2 separate regions of the Mus musculus genome follow, and region 1 is linked to region 2. The links are chromatin contacts, called in public Hi-C maps. All regions are on one chromosome and are shown on one strand. Each heading gives the region's core, a stretch centred on a gene start, on an enhancer-like site or on the middle of the called end of the contact. The rest is flanking DNA. Distances are from core to core; before and after follow the strand shown. Region 1 overlaps Hs3st5 (heparan sulfate (glucosamine) 3-O-sulfotransferase 5). Region 2 overlaps Hs3st5 (heparan sulfate (glucosamine) 3-O-sulfotransferase 5).

Region 1 (3,999 bases), core at 491-2,990, 250 kb after region 2:
GCCTGCTATACTACTGAATCAGTGAGCGCCAGGTTCGTGAGAAAAAACATTACATATAAAACAGCTGAGACACCATTGTCTATATCTGACCTGTATACACCAACACATATACAGACAGGCAGACAGGCAGACACAGACACCCACACACAGAGAGAGACAGATAAAAAGAGACAGAAAGAGACAGAAAGTAAAATATGCATGTGTGCGCGTGAACACACACACACACACACACACACACACACACACACACCAACTGGCTTGCTGCAGGAGTCAGCTGTAGAATGCCAATGGATGGGTATCATCCTGCCACCCAAACTCGTGTTAGAATAACAACTTGCTTTTTTCAGATTTCTTTCTCTAGAGAAATTAAAAGGGGGAGTAAAATGCATGAGACAAAAACTCTCCAGGGAATATTTTCTCCACCCCATACCCCTCTGTCTGGCTGGCTTTCGTCTTCATTAATTTTTTCAATTTTGTTTTGTTTTTGTGACACAGCTCACCATACTTCATAAGTTGAATTTATGCAAAGGTGGGACTACACAAATTCTACCAGTGGGACCTGTAACGTTTGCAACGTTCCCTAGAAGGAAAAGTGGCGCCCTAGGGATCCCAAGGTTAGCAGCTTACAGTCATTAGACTAGACAGTTTGAAGCTCTCCCTGGGCCATGTCACCTCCTAAGCCTCTGAGACAGGAATGTCACTGCCCTTCTTCCCTCTCAAGTCTGGTGGTCATCATAAGGGGCCTTCGGATGATGCAAGGCTGGGTTCGGCCATTTGTTTTTAAATGGCTTAGTAAAATTAGTATGTGCTTACATAGCAATAAGTGGGACATAAAGCATATAGATACCAAAATGTTAACAACTGTGGAATCTAGGCAAGGGATACATAAGCACCCAGGTTTTCTCAAAAAGGCAGGAAAATGAGATCACTTTCAGATGCACAGCACTTGATGAGCCTGCCAACAGCAGGTAAAGATAAAGTGTCTCTATTCAGTTAAAAAGAGGCAGCAACCAGGCGTCACAGCTTTCAGGATATTAAAGTCCTTCCCCATCTAACTGACTTGATTATTCAGCAATTGTTTGCTGAGCATCTGCCACCTTAAGTGCGGGTGATAATTCAATAATGAAAAGACACATTCTTAATCTGGGAAAGTGACATTAGAGAAGAACACACAAGTAAGCCATTTGGGGGTTAAATAGAATTCTGTGGTGGATGCTGTAGGGGCAAAGAACATCTCAGCCAACCCTGGATTTTCAGAAAGACTCCCAAGTAACTAAGATGAGAACATTAGGCCTAGGGGAGACAGAGGGAGCATTAGCCTGGCAGTAAAGGCTGGTGTACTCCTCAGAGAACTCTGGGTTACTGTTTAAGGGCTATGAGATCCTCAGAAGAAAGCCATTGAAACTGCAGGGACCATGCACAATTCTAAAGAATGACGAGCTATTCTTTGTTCTGAAGTTACTAAGTGTAGATTTGAGGGTGGGGTGCAGTGAAAAGTGGTAAAGGACCCTTTAAAACCACCTTCCCGATAGGAACCCATTAAAGAGTATTAAGCCTGGAGGCGACTAGATCAGATGTCCATTTATAAAGGTCCATCTGGCATCAGAGTGAAAAATAAATTGAGGCAGAAACAAACCTAATCGTAGGAGGCCACTTAGGAGACCATAATGGCTGGTTTAAGAGAGACGGTGACTTGAGCCACAGCAGTGACAAATGACAGGGCAGAAAAGCAGGTGGATCTTGACAGTGCATTAAACATGGAACCAAGTGCACTGAGCTAAAAGCCAAGGGCGATGAACTCCAGGGCTTCGTCTAAGGCAAGTTGGTGAGCAGGCGGAGAGCCAGGGACTGCAGTGCTCAGAGGAAGGGCTGGAAGGGGGAACCTGGGACACAGCAACAATGTAAAGTATTAAGCAGAACTCATCAGGCTCTTCTGGAGGTCAGCACATGATAACCCAAGACAGTGACAGATGGCAGTCAAAACCAATGCTCCCACCATCAACTATACAATCTTTCATAGGGATAGGCAGAGGGCAAGTAAAGCTCTCGTGGTTCTGATGAGTGTTAATTCTGAACAGCATGGTGAAAGAGAAGGTGCCTGACAGCTATGACGTGCCACTTTCTATTGATGTGCTGACCTTTGCCTACCAACATTCCTTGAAGCCATACAACTGTGTCTCTTTCCAGTTCTCTTCTCCTTAGAAACTTTTCCTTCTTTATTTTTTTTTTATGCCTCTTCATCCCCTACCTCAAGTTTCAAGGACAAATTATATTATTTGGGGTAATTCTTTTTGTCTGCATGGGTCCATCAGTGACTAAATATTTATCTAGTCTCTCGGGTGAGCGTCTGGGGATTTAAGTGGCACTGCCGTCAAGAGGTCTCGTCCTTTGAGATCACATCACTCTGAATTGGATTATCTGCCTCTCTCCATGTGCTAGCCACACATCCCTGAGTAAGTAATACATACATCTCTCTGTTCCTCATTATCCAGCCAAAAAATAAAATAAAAAAGCTTGTACTTTACAAGTCTGCTGCATTATGACAGAAAATAAATATGAACAGAACAGCCTGGTGCCCCAAAGACACAGGTCTTGTCTGCCTCTGAAGACTGTTGCCTGGGGATGACTAAGCTAGTACTCAAAAGAGGGCTATGATTTTCCAGGACTCATTCTGCCATAGGAGTTCAGCTGTTTTAATGAACTGTGTTGCTATTCCCATTATTGCTGTGACTTGCTACCAAGGGCTTGCGGGAAACTTGTCTACAAGCCTTTGAGCAACACTTGAACATATCTGTATCGTTATTATTTCTGAATCTCCTCTTTTGTTTGCTGTAGCTTGGGAGTTGTTTCTTTCTTTGCTGAGTGCTGTTTTACAAAAACAGCCAGATGTCTCTGCAGCTTGCCGTTCCTGGCTGCGTACTCCCTTGTAGATACTACTCAGCTGTGTTCAGTTAATACACCATGTCTGTGGAAACTTTGCTGGTCTAGAGAAACTGTGCCTGAGCTGAACACAAAATGAGACACAGAGATTGAAACCTAGAGACAAGTGAGTGCTTAAATATCACTGTAAGCCTTTATCCTTTTTTGTGCATAAAAATACTTTACAAATACTTAAAATCATTTTAAATTGTACATTACCAATATCACAGGATTTTAGCCAGAATTCTCTAGAGGAGCAGAACTGGTAGAATGAATGTAAATTATGAAAGGGACATATTAGATTGGCTTGCACAATATAAACTGAACATTACAATGATGGCTGTCTGCACACTAGAGAAGCTGAGAAGCTCACTGCCCTTAAGGCAGAGAAGATCTGTAGGGTTCTGGGAGTTGCTCAGGCCAAGAGGCTGAATCCCTCAGATTGCTAATCTGGTGCTGAGGGCCTAGAGGATTCCTGGAGAGCCAATTGATTTCATTCAAAATTGGAAGGCTGAGGAAGCTGGGTTCTGATGTTAGTGAAAGTGACAAAAGCAGTAACAGAGTAGATGCAGTCACCATCAGAAGTGAAGTTAGGCAGGCAAAAACAGCACTGCATTTCCCGCAGGCCCCTCCTTGTCTGGGCTGTTGCCCTCTCTAAGGGAGGATCGTCTCTCCCCATTAGTCAATCCCCCTAGTAAATGTCTTCGTATATATGCCCAGAGCCTTATCTCTTAGTTAATACAAGGTCTAATCGTATTGGAAATCAAAATTAACCATCACAACTCCTCTGATGAACGGTTACTAAAATACCATTAACCATTTAGTTTAATACCATTGCTTGTAAAGATTGAGTGCATACCATTTTATTGTATTCCCAGATTAAGAGGGACAACTCCTAACGTTGGAGCCCCCAATTTCCGTAGACTCTTGAGCACTTATTGATAGCATAGAAAAACAAAATGCATCATGACTCATAAGCCAGTATCTTCGTTTTTCTTGAAGAAAATTCATTCTAAGACTGTTCTCTTGCCTGTAAGTGGATTAGTAGGTGACTTGAGCTTCAAAAGCTATTTCAGTTGT
Region 2 (3,916 bases), core at 1,174-3,673:
GTGTTTATTAATATTCTTGTGTAGACATGGCATTACCAGCACAAACGTCACCTAGAAATTGTCTGGTTATGATTTTAAAAGTATAAACTTCAGAAGGGAACTGACTCGCATCCATATCTACTCCTCCACCCCTGTTTGCAGATGAGGACAGAGTCAGAAGAGCCACAGAAGACACTCAGGATTTTTCAGACTCTGAAATGGTGAGAAGAAGTGCATCTTTACTGTTTGTCAGTGCAGGAAAGGATGTGTGTGGTCCTAGGAAGAATGTGGTCTTATTCCATAGCAACTCATCTCTAAAGCAGCAGTAGTGAGATACCGATGCATCTGCTTCCTATATATGACTTTAATGTTCACTCCTCTGTTGAGGAAGTGCTGGCTAACCCATACATGCCTGTGGCTGTGGCAGATTGTAGTGGGCGGTTCTCTGCTCTTAGACTTATTTCCCTTGCCCTAGTGAAGCACTTTGTCTCTTAGTGAAGAGACTTGAAAAGGGACAACGGAGAGTAGATAATTATGATTTAAAATAGTCTTGCCACTCGTTTTTGTTTGTTTTTTTTTTCTTTTTGTTTTGTTAACCTGCATCCTTTATTTTGTTAAATGTATCAGTATGGGGAAAATGGGAGAATTAAAAAAGAGAAAGAGAGAGAGAGAGAACATTCCTTGAATTAAAAAAAAGTCTATGAAAATACAGCAGGAAGATGTACACCAGACATGGTTGTCTTCAGCTTTATATGCCCTAGTCTCCAGATCCATCAGAAGGAAGTATCTCTGAAGACAAAACACACACACACACACACACACACACACACACACACACACACACACTCCATTATTACAGTGTTAAGGGGATCAAGGCGCTGCTATCTGTCACATTTATAATAGAATTAAGTAAGGTTAAGAAGCACTTACAAAACTTAAAAATGACTACACAGTCTCCTTATGCCTTTAGTTGTTAATATATTCCTTATTCTACCAGTTAGGATCATTTTAATCTTCATTTTGGTGTATACTAGAGGGAAATCTGTGTTTTCTGTGTAGTTGTTTATCTGTGCCTTCTGAGTAGTTGTTCCTTAAAATATGTTTTGGGTTATGGACATGTGCTCAGTTAGCATGCATTCCTTTTGTTCTCATAGTAACTCCATAATGATAGTATAGACATTTCTTTTTTTGTATAAGAAAACAGAAACTTGCAAGATTTAAATCCTGGCATGTGTCAAAGCAGTCTCAAACCCAGAGCCAAAGCACTTGTCTACTAAGCTGATAAAGAGGCCTTGTGTAAAGTCTTCATTGAAGGCTCTGATAACAAATGTAGAATAAGAAACGGCTGAATTCTTAGCTCCTAGGCCTGGCATTATGGATCTCTTTCCCAGTGGCACCATCCATTCATCAGACATTCATATCAATCTTCCTATGAGACAGCCCACCTTTTTTCATCCTGTCCACAAGAGTGTTATAAGAGCTTCCTAATGCCTTGCAGAAATCAGGTTTCCCCTAGACATGGCACAGACATTATCTTATCTATCAGCCGGGGAAGTGGACTACAGGACCCGAGATTCAGTGCCTGTCTAACATTTGGCCTCATAAATATCTGTCAAATTAATGATTGACTTGACTCTGTTTCCTGGTCTTTCCATTGTATTCACTGCTGACCTGCAGCTGCTTAGATGCTTAGAGCAATTACTCTACGAGGCCTTAACTGTGCTGGCGTACTGACAGGTGAAGACAAAACAAGAACTCTGTTCAGAGATTGGCTAGCTCCCTTGTATGAAACATACATGACTGTGGCCCTGTTTAATTAGCCTGCTGTTTGCTCCTGAGCCAAGATCTCTGACATCACATGTGCAATTAGCAGTAGTGCTAAGGCGCTGAGTGTCACAGTGGGTGGACTGAACACATGATTCCCATCCTCTCCAGAGGACAGGCCTGTCAGTCTGCTTCTAGGGGGCCTGAGAATGAGTGTCCATTGACAGTTACACAGAGAGAAATGCTCTGATGAGAACCAGGTCCCCAGAGTCAGGCATGAAGTTGAGGTCCCCCCAGTTTGCCTTTACACTTGCTCCTTGATAATGCCATCAGCAGGACCAGAAGAAAAAAATAAAACTGGATCATTTGCAACCCTGTTTTGATGCTATCTTTTTCATGAATATTAATGTCTTGCAATTAAAAAAATGAGTCACACAGTATGATACATAAGGTATCTCATTTTAATATTTTTAAATATCCTTAGGAGATACGGCAGTATCAACGTAAATATCACCTAGATATTGTCAAGTTATGATTTTTAAAAATAAAAATAAGTGGATTCCCAACAAGCCTATATTTCAGAAGAGAAAACACTCAGCATCTGCTCTGGGAGAGCATCTGGGATTTAAGGCTCCTTGAACAATGAATCGTTCTCAGTAGTGTCAGTCCTCCAAAGACAAAACTGTCCAGAAGCAGGAGATGGAACTGAGCGCCTTGAGAGAGTGGAATCCCTCTGGGCTGCACTGCTCTGTGTGTGTGATCCCCTCTATCAGAGTCCAGTTTCAGCCTGATCTGCATCAGAGGGGCATAATTTGATAGAGAAACTGCAGGAGAGAACTTCAACTGCTTAAGACTCTTTCTATGATGGCTCTAAAGCTGCATTAAATTCTCCATTTAGACCTGACCAACCACCAATTATTTAGGTGCTCAGGAAGAGAGAAAGGAAAAAAGGAAGAAAGAAAGAAGAAAGAAAGGAAGAAAGAAAGAAAGAAAGAAAGAAAGAAAGAAAGAAAGAAAGAAAGAAAGAGAGAGAGAGAAAGAGAGAGAGAATGAGAGAGAGAATGAGAGAAAGAAAGAAAGAAAGAAAGAAAGAAAGAAAAGAGAAGGAAGAAAGGAAGGAAGGAAGGAAGGAAGGAAGGAAGGAAGGAAGGAAGGAAGGAAGGAAGGGAAGGGAAGGGAAGGAGGAAGGGAGGAAAGAAAAGCTAAGGAAGGGAAAGAAAAAAAGAAAAGAGGATAAAAACAAAAAGGAAAGAAAAGAGAGAGAAACAAAATAGTCAAACTGTTTCCTCTGACCTGCAGGGAAAACAATAGCAAGTTTTTTGGTAGAGGTTATACTCTGTAATAGCTGATTCACAGTGTTTAGTGTCTTTCAAAGGATGGCTTTTGGTTTGTTAATTAGATTGTACAAATGTAATTACAACAGAAACAAAAACTGTGTGGTGTTTCCTCTATAGTGAATCCTTTTGGCCTAGTAGGCTAGTGTGGCATTTAAGAAAAGATGCCATTTATAACTGTGCTGTGCCTCTGTGAAAACCGAGGAAATGGTGTCCCTGCACCGTAATGGTACAGCCGTCCCAGTTCTCCACACTTCTATAATGATTACTATAAAAGAAGTTTTATCACCTTTCATTCCTCATACAAGCTACAATGCTTGCTATTATACTCCCTACAGGGCAGTTTTGTATTTAAAAACTGTGATCAAGAGAGCAACCAGAGCATAAAGCATTTAGCTTTGATATAAAAGCCCATAGGAAAGTAGTTTGCAACCTGCAAACTATATCTTGGTTAAGCTTTCTGATTTCATTGATTACAAAGTATAAAATCTGTACATACAAATAGTTCTCTGGGAGGAGCTTAGTGACAGAGAGTTCTAGAACATACTGTTCTTCACAACCTTTCTGAGTACACTGCATAACATGCATTAATCTCATCAGCGAAAATTTACAGCACAGATTGTGACTTCATCTGAAGAGCTCTAAGAAATGGGGTCTCTGCATATGGCCTCAGGCAGGATCAAGGGGCTAAAAATGGGGGACACAGTTGGTGATTAAATCCAAAGTGCTTTTTTACTGGCTGGAGCCATTTAAAAATAGCAAAGAAGAAGATGTCTGGAGATTTTGTCTTTAATTTAAATACGAATATCCAAAGCAATTTTCTCCTCTTGAATTATTGG

The links. A called contact is a pair of places that touch in the nucleus more often than the background predicts.
Region 1: a Hi-C map of the N1E-115 cell line shows a contact between it and region 2, with 3 times the contacts expected there. The contact joins two enhancer-like sites. A contact is called at or near these places in 4 of 484 Hi-C or Micro-C datasets (the N1E-115 cell line, embryonic stem cells, nephron progenitors and 1 more) and 1 of 115 datasets of contacts at active chromatin or transcription factors (embryonic stem cells).

Annotation. Positions count from the first base shown.
Region 1 is chr10:36,809,336-36,813,334 of GRCm38.p6, forward strand. All of the region lies in intron 3 of Hs3st5 (heparan sulfate (glucosamine) 3-O-sulfotransferase 5), which reads left to right. Among named protein-coding and RNA genes, the nearest start is that of Gm22554, 35 kb to the left of the region's middle. Within about 2 kb of position 1,741, at least 8 of the 459 cell types and tissues checked have an H3K27ac peak or open chromatin away from gene starts, as enhancers often do. A contact at or near this core is called in the N1E-115 cell line, where this site is marked.
Region 2 is chr10:36,553,873-36,557,788 of GRCm38.p6, forward strand. All of the region lies in intron 1 of Hs3st5 (heparan sulfate (glucosamine) 3-O-sulfotransferase 5), which reads left to right. Among named protein-coding and RNA genes, the nearest start is that of Hs3st5, 49 kb to the left of the region's middle. Within about 2 kb of position 2,424, at least 11 of the 459 cell types and tissues checked have an H3K27ac peak or open chromatin away from gene starts, as enhancers often do. A contact at or near this core is called in the N1E-115 cell line, where this site is marked.